2 separate regions of the Mus musculus genome follow, and region 1 is linked to region 2. A link is a contact called in public HiChIP or PLAC-seq data. All regions are on one chromosome and are shown on one strand. The core of a region is the stretch at or near the end of the contact, and the rest is flanking DNA. Distances in the headings are between cores, read along the strand shown. Region 1 holds the start of Erich1 (glutamate rich 1). Region 2 overlaps Gm5907 (predicted gene 5907).

The links. HiChIP or PLAC-seq counts read pairs in DNA pulled down with a chosen protein or histone mark.
Region 1: a BATF HiChIP or PLAC-seq map of CD8 T cells shows a contact between it and region 2, with 29 read pairs. The contact joins the promoter of Erich1 here to the enhancer-like site in region 2. A contact is called at or near these places in 1 of 39 promoter capture datasets (the SN4741 cell line), 1 of 15 datasets of contacts at CTCF or cohesin (CD8 T cells), 10 of 484 Hi-C or Micro-C datasets (CD4 T cells, CD8 T cells, DN3 thymocytes and 7 more), 6 of 115 datasets of contacts at active chromatin or transcription factors (CD8 T cells, T-cell acute lymphoblastic leukemia, effector CD8 T cells and 3 more) and 1 of 9 other capture datasets (adipose tissue).

What each region holds. Positions count from the first base shown.
Region 1 is chr8:14,088,847-14,091,818 of GRCm38.p6, reverse strand. It overlaps Erich1 (glutamate rich 1), which reads left to right and starts at 1,492. Exons shown (of 6, transcript NM_001034862.2): 1 at 1,492-1,578. The coding sequence starts at 1,557.
Region 2 is chr8:13,991,338-13,994,152 of GRCm38.p6, reverse strand. All of the region lies in intron 1 of Gm5907 (predicted gene 5907), which reads right to left. Among named protein-coding and RNA genes, the nearest start is that of Gm5907, 6.7 kb to the right of the region's middle. Within about 2 kb of position 1,397, at least 64 of the 459 cell types and tissues checked have an H3K27ac peak or open chromatin away from gene starts, as enhancers often do. A contact at or near this core is called in CD8 T cells, T-cell acute lymphoblastic leukemia, Th1 cells and 5 more, where this site is marked.

The sequences.
Region 1 (2,972 bases), core at 243-2,742, 98 kb before region 2:
CAGACCAATCTGATGAGTCAGAAAATTTCCTTTGCTTTGCCTGCAAACACATCCACACTCTGACTACTCTTCCCACAACCTTCTATGTCACAACTCAGATGCTAACGATCAACATTTCCCTTATGGCAATGGGCTAGCAATGGACTTTTGCTTCATCTGCTACAACCTCCTTTTAACCGAGAGACAGAAGCCACTTCCTTGACATTTACATTGGGTCATTTCACTTCGAAGCTCAATGCATCAATTTTACACATCTCCGTTTGAAGTTGCTTCTTCCATGATCTTTACCAGTAAAGTAGAAGAAAGCAGCAGAGACCTATTATTAAATACTGATTTATTGATTCATTTCATGACTTATTCAAAGCACTGCTTGTCCTGCTTATTTGACAAGCATGTCTTTACTGGCTACTTGGAACATAACGACCTGGAGAAATAGCAGAAACATTGGGCTATGTTACCCTTAACAACCTGCTGACTGCCTCTTAGGCATCTGTAAAATTTCGCTTGCTTGCCCACCCCACCTTGTGGTTTTAGAGTATAAAACGCAAACAACAGACTGGAGCCCAACCAAGCCTTTCAGGAGCAACCCTGGCTTGAGTCCATCTGCGACATCTCTTCGCTTCTACTCTCACTGATGTCCGAGTGAGTGTTCCAGAGAGTCCTGCAATAGCAACAACCGCGCGCCTTCTCTCCTTCCAGATCCAAACCTGCGTTAGATAGGCTCTAAAAATGTTTTGAGCATTCTCTTCATAACATCAGGTCTTCCTCTTTCATCTTCTCAAAGATGAAACCCAAATCATTTGCTCCTGCATTATTTCCCTTCAAAGAGCCCATCTCTTTGGAATATGGTCCTTACAGTCTTCTTGGTCATGCTCCTCTATCTGACCTTTCATGAACGTTACCACCAGCTTGCAGACCATGTAGGAACTTGGCAGTCATGTTTCTGAAGACGCAGTTCAAGGGTGAAGACTCAATGTCAACAGGGAACAAGGGCTCCAGCGCGGTAACACAGCTGGTCTAAAAGCAAAGTGGAAGACGACACAATGAGAGGGATTCGTAGACGCGAAACAGATGGGAGCATCTCCAGCCGTGCAGCGGTACAACTGGCAGACGTGGTGAGGGGCGCGCGGAACGGATTGCAGGTGTCTGGGGAACCTTGCCTTGCTTCAAGCCTCCAGACCTTCCTTCTCTCCTCAGCAACCTTTCTCCAGCTTGCACTCCAAGTTCCGCAAGTGTGCAGAGCCGGTACTGTCCCCAGCTGTGTCTTGGCCCACGTCCATCACAGGGGCAAACCGCAAACCACAGGAGCAGAGCTTTCAGGCCGTCTGCCTTCCGCGCAGGCTCCAGAGCCAGGCTCCTAGAGGCAGAGTTTAAGCCACGCCCGGGCCGCATACGAACCAATCCGCCCCCGAATATGGATGATTGACATCCAGCGGCGGGGAATTCGGGTCCGGATTAGGCACTCCTAATATTGTGGGCGGGCCTACACGAGAGGAATCCGGAAGCGCCGCGCGACTGGTGGCGGCTGGGGCCAGAGATCCCGGCTGGGGTCCAGTATGTCTTCTCTTCGGAAGCAGGGTAGGCAGGAAGCGCGGAACGCGAACGGAGACTGGATCCGAGATACCCAGGGGTGGCGGACGTGGTAGGCTGATGGCCCTGAGCACTGAGGGATCGTAGGGGCTACAGGGACCTTGAGTGTCTAGGGCAAGATGGGACATGCTGGGCCCTGAGGTACCCTTCTTGTGGTGGCTTCCCCTTCCTGCTGGCTGGGTCTGGCGCTGTCGCAGCTTTTAGGGGCCTTCGTTCTCCCTGGACCACACTAGTGGAGCAGAGGCCTCACCGGACTCTGGGATCTTCTTTGCTGGGGCGGAGCTGGCGCGTGGGGATGGGGATTGGGGTGGTGGGTGGAGGACACAAGACCTAGAGTCTGGAGGATTGCCTTTACCTAGGGCAGCCAGGCCTGCAGTCATCTCTGGGTTAGTACCCTGAGGTCCTGAAGTGCAGTTCATGTGATAGGAGTAGAGAATATGAGACTTTTCTGTGTTTAAAACATGCTTCTCTCTTGTGAAATGGGAGGGAGGTGGAGGAGACGGCTAGTGGCAACTGTATATAGTTAATAAGTATCTGCTTAAAAAGCAGGAAACTAATTTCTCTGCAAGCAAGAAAACCATGAACAAATTAGTATAGTCCCCATCCTTAACTAGCGACTTTCCACTTCAGCCTCAGTGACTTAAGTTTCATCAAACTTTATGGGGGTGGGGCGGGGGGGGGGGTTGGAAGTAAGATGATCTCAGGGATCAGAAAGGACAGATATAACCCTTTCAAAACAGTCTGATCTGATGTTGTGTTTCAAGATGAACATAAGTGTTCTTTACTGAGCAGCAAAACCTTTTTCTAATCCTTGCAAGGAAGAGGATACAAACACTTTATAGGTTCAGCTGTTTCCTGGGTTGACGCCACACCCTGTGCTTTCTCTTCTTGAATTCCCTTCTATGTTCGAGATGCTTCAAAACTTGGCATTAAATGCAAGGAATTATATCATCTATAAAGCACCTCGCCAACTTTAAGACTCTTTTTAACCTCAGTAAATTAAGGTAAAATGCAGGAAAGCTTTTGGTCGTTTTAATCAGACACTAAACTACTCTCTGAAAACAGTCTCTTTTTCTGTTGAAGAGACTATATGACAGAATTATCAGGTAAAATGTAAATAGTTGAAGGATACTGTGTTTTCCAAAGAGTGGGGCTTGTGAACCCAAAACATAAACCTGGAAGTAGGCATTTAAGCCTGAGAAGGCCAGCTAGGATGCCTCATGGTGGTTATATGGGGATGGAGGAGGGAGGGAAAGCATGAGAGAGATGGGAAGAAAGGTTTCTAGGAAAGACTCAGCTTGGTAATGAATAAGATACCGAAAGAGACCTAGATCAGAGCTTCAGGCCAGCCGCAGTGTCTGGATTGGGCAGCGTTAACACTG
Region 2 (2,815 bases), core at 148-2,647:
CACCACCGCCACCACCACCACCACCACCACCATCACCACCACCACCACCACCACCACCACCACCACCACCACCCAGGCTCCCATTACAGAGAGCACGCAATCCCAAAGACTCTCCCAACTGTGTGAAACTTGATTGCCTGCTTTGTGTGTCAAGGGACTGTATTCATGCCTTTCCCTGTTTGGAAAAAAAAAAAAAAAGTAGTTAATTTTGTTCTCTCTAAATAAAGAACATGGTCTCTCAAGTATAACTGTACTGTGGGGGGGGGGGGGCAGGGGATTATATACCAGTAACTGCTCTTGGTTAACAATAATAGTTTTTTAATTGTTAGTGACTAGAACACCCAAGGACGGCATTTCCACTATTACGTAGACCACTGGTTCACATCCTCCTAGGAACAACACTGAGAAGCGAGCAGATGTTAGGCAAACTCATGTGTGTTTTTTGCTGTGTTAAAGCAGATGTGGGGGGAGTTGAGAAACCTCAGTGTAGTTGTTTGAACTATACTGGAGAAAAAGACCCACGTGAAACCAGGGATTAGCATAAGGGGGTCTTAGAGGCCTTGGAGGGTGTGTCAAGGGGAGGGGCCCGCTGCTCTGTCCGAAACAGTAGCCCGTGCATTGTCTTGTTTTCTAGGAGCAGAACTCAGAGGTTAAATGTTTTTTCTATTGCTACTGTTTACAGTTGTTTGGGGTCAGCAGAATGGCTATTCAAGGCTGTCTTGTTTTTTGCTTTGGGTTTTTTCTGTCCTTTCCTTTCCCTAAAAGGGTCCATCTCCTTCAGAGCCACAACACACACACACACACACACACACACACACACACACACACACACACACACTGTACACTGAAGATGCCATTCTGGGCTTTCAAAAACTGTAATTTTTGTGGCCGTGGGGCTCTGGCTAGAGGCGGGTTGAACTCGGTGACCTTTGGCAGGAGGCACAGACTTTTACGTGGACCGGGTGAGATCCAAGAGGACTGCGCTGGGTCTCAGGGCTCGGAGCTGCGGTAGGTCTCTGTGATGCTGCTGGGGCCTCGGGACTGGTCTAGGCAGCTCTGCCAAACCACTCACTCTCTGACCTATAGTAAAGTACATTCCCCCCGCGAGGGAGCCACGGAGAAAATAAAGAGGTTGAACTGGGTTGGTGGTTTTCACCATGACATTTTGGCCAGGGAGCCCTGTGTTTAAATGAACTTAATTGTACAGAAAACCAGCCAGGCACAGAGCAACGTTAGGCCACTGTACTTCAGGTAGAGGCATGAGCCCTAAAGTCTGGCACCCTACTGCCACAAAGCAGTTTGAGCCCTTATTTTTCATGTGACATCTAGATCTCCAAGCTGCGGTACAGTGCGGGGGGGCTGGGGGTGGGTGGGTGGAGGACGACTTCCTCCTGAGGTGGCAAGGCTGTGCATCTGGCCAGCCACACAAAGCCATAGGAAGTTACACTCTTCCACTTTAGACACTGAACAAAAGAGTCAGAATGGTAATAGAAAGTAAATATGGGCTCTAGGTGGAAAGCAAATCACTTCCTCCTGCCAGTTTCGGTTCTTAAGCCAGTCTATGAATTCATTTTAACGTGAAAGTAATAGGAGAAAAGCATTTCGGTGTCCACACATGCGCAGTGGCTCACAGGAGCGTAAATGCTATGGGGCTCTACAGAGAGGGTGTGGGCAGTCAGGGGCAGCTGTGCCACAAGGCAGATTCCTCCGCTGATCAAAGCTTGTGAGTACCACTCTCTTCCTGGCCGGAGCCATTTGTTGGCAACATTCCTTTTATGTATGTGCACAAAGGGAAAGTGTGTACTTTATTCAAGGCAATAGAGGTGAAAAGTAGAATTTGCTCAACACTAATTGGTTCTCAATTCCTTTTAAATCAAAATCATCAATATGGCAAAGAAGCGAGTTTTAGGCGTGATAATATTGGATCTTCTTCCGACCAAGATGGCTGAGGTTGGTCCTAACACAGCCACTGCGCTCCGGGTGTTTGGGGGCAGCTTCTGCTCTTGCTTTCTCCACCGCCAGCTCTCTGAGGCACTCTAATGCCAGCCTCCCAGAGGTGAGGAGAGGCCCCGGTCACACAGTTCCATCAGCACCTTTTGATTATTTGCTGGATAGGGTCCTGGTCTAGGGACAGAGCAGGGTTCCACAGTCATTGAATGCAGCTCAGCTCCAGGATGGCTGCCCCGGACAAAACACCCTTGTGTGACTGTCCAGTACTAACCTTCCTTGAAAATCAGTATATGCAGGTGAAAAAAACGAAACAAAACACAACAAACAAACAAAACAAATGAAAAACCAACTCATTGCATGAATTTGAGCTGAAATCACAGCGCACAGAAGAAAAGCAGGAACATCTGTAACGTTGCTTCCTAGGAAGAAATCAATCCGTGGTTAAGATTATAGGATACAGGAAGGAAAAATGAGCAGGTTGGGTCGTGCTTGGTGCTGGAGTGTGCAGTTGGCATGTGGAGGCTCTGGGTCTGATCTCCAGAACCACAAAAAAAAAAAAAAAAAAAAAAAAAAAAAAAAAGCTCAAAGAAAAAACGTTTATCCTGAAAACGAGCCATCAGTGGAATCGATCGAAAACACCCTCGGTAGCTAAGGGTCTTTCCTGAAGGAAATCCCAAGGGAGTGATTCCTAGGACTTCCACCATTGGAGAGAAACAGACATGGCATGTCTTCGCCTGTTCCTAACACTTAAGTTCTTCAGTTCAAAACCCAACCCAGTGTACAGGCATGAAACAAAAGGAGACTCCGTGGAAGACAGTGAAACAGACTGACAGCCTGGTCAGATCTGAGCTCCAGGGCCCTTGAC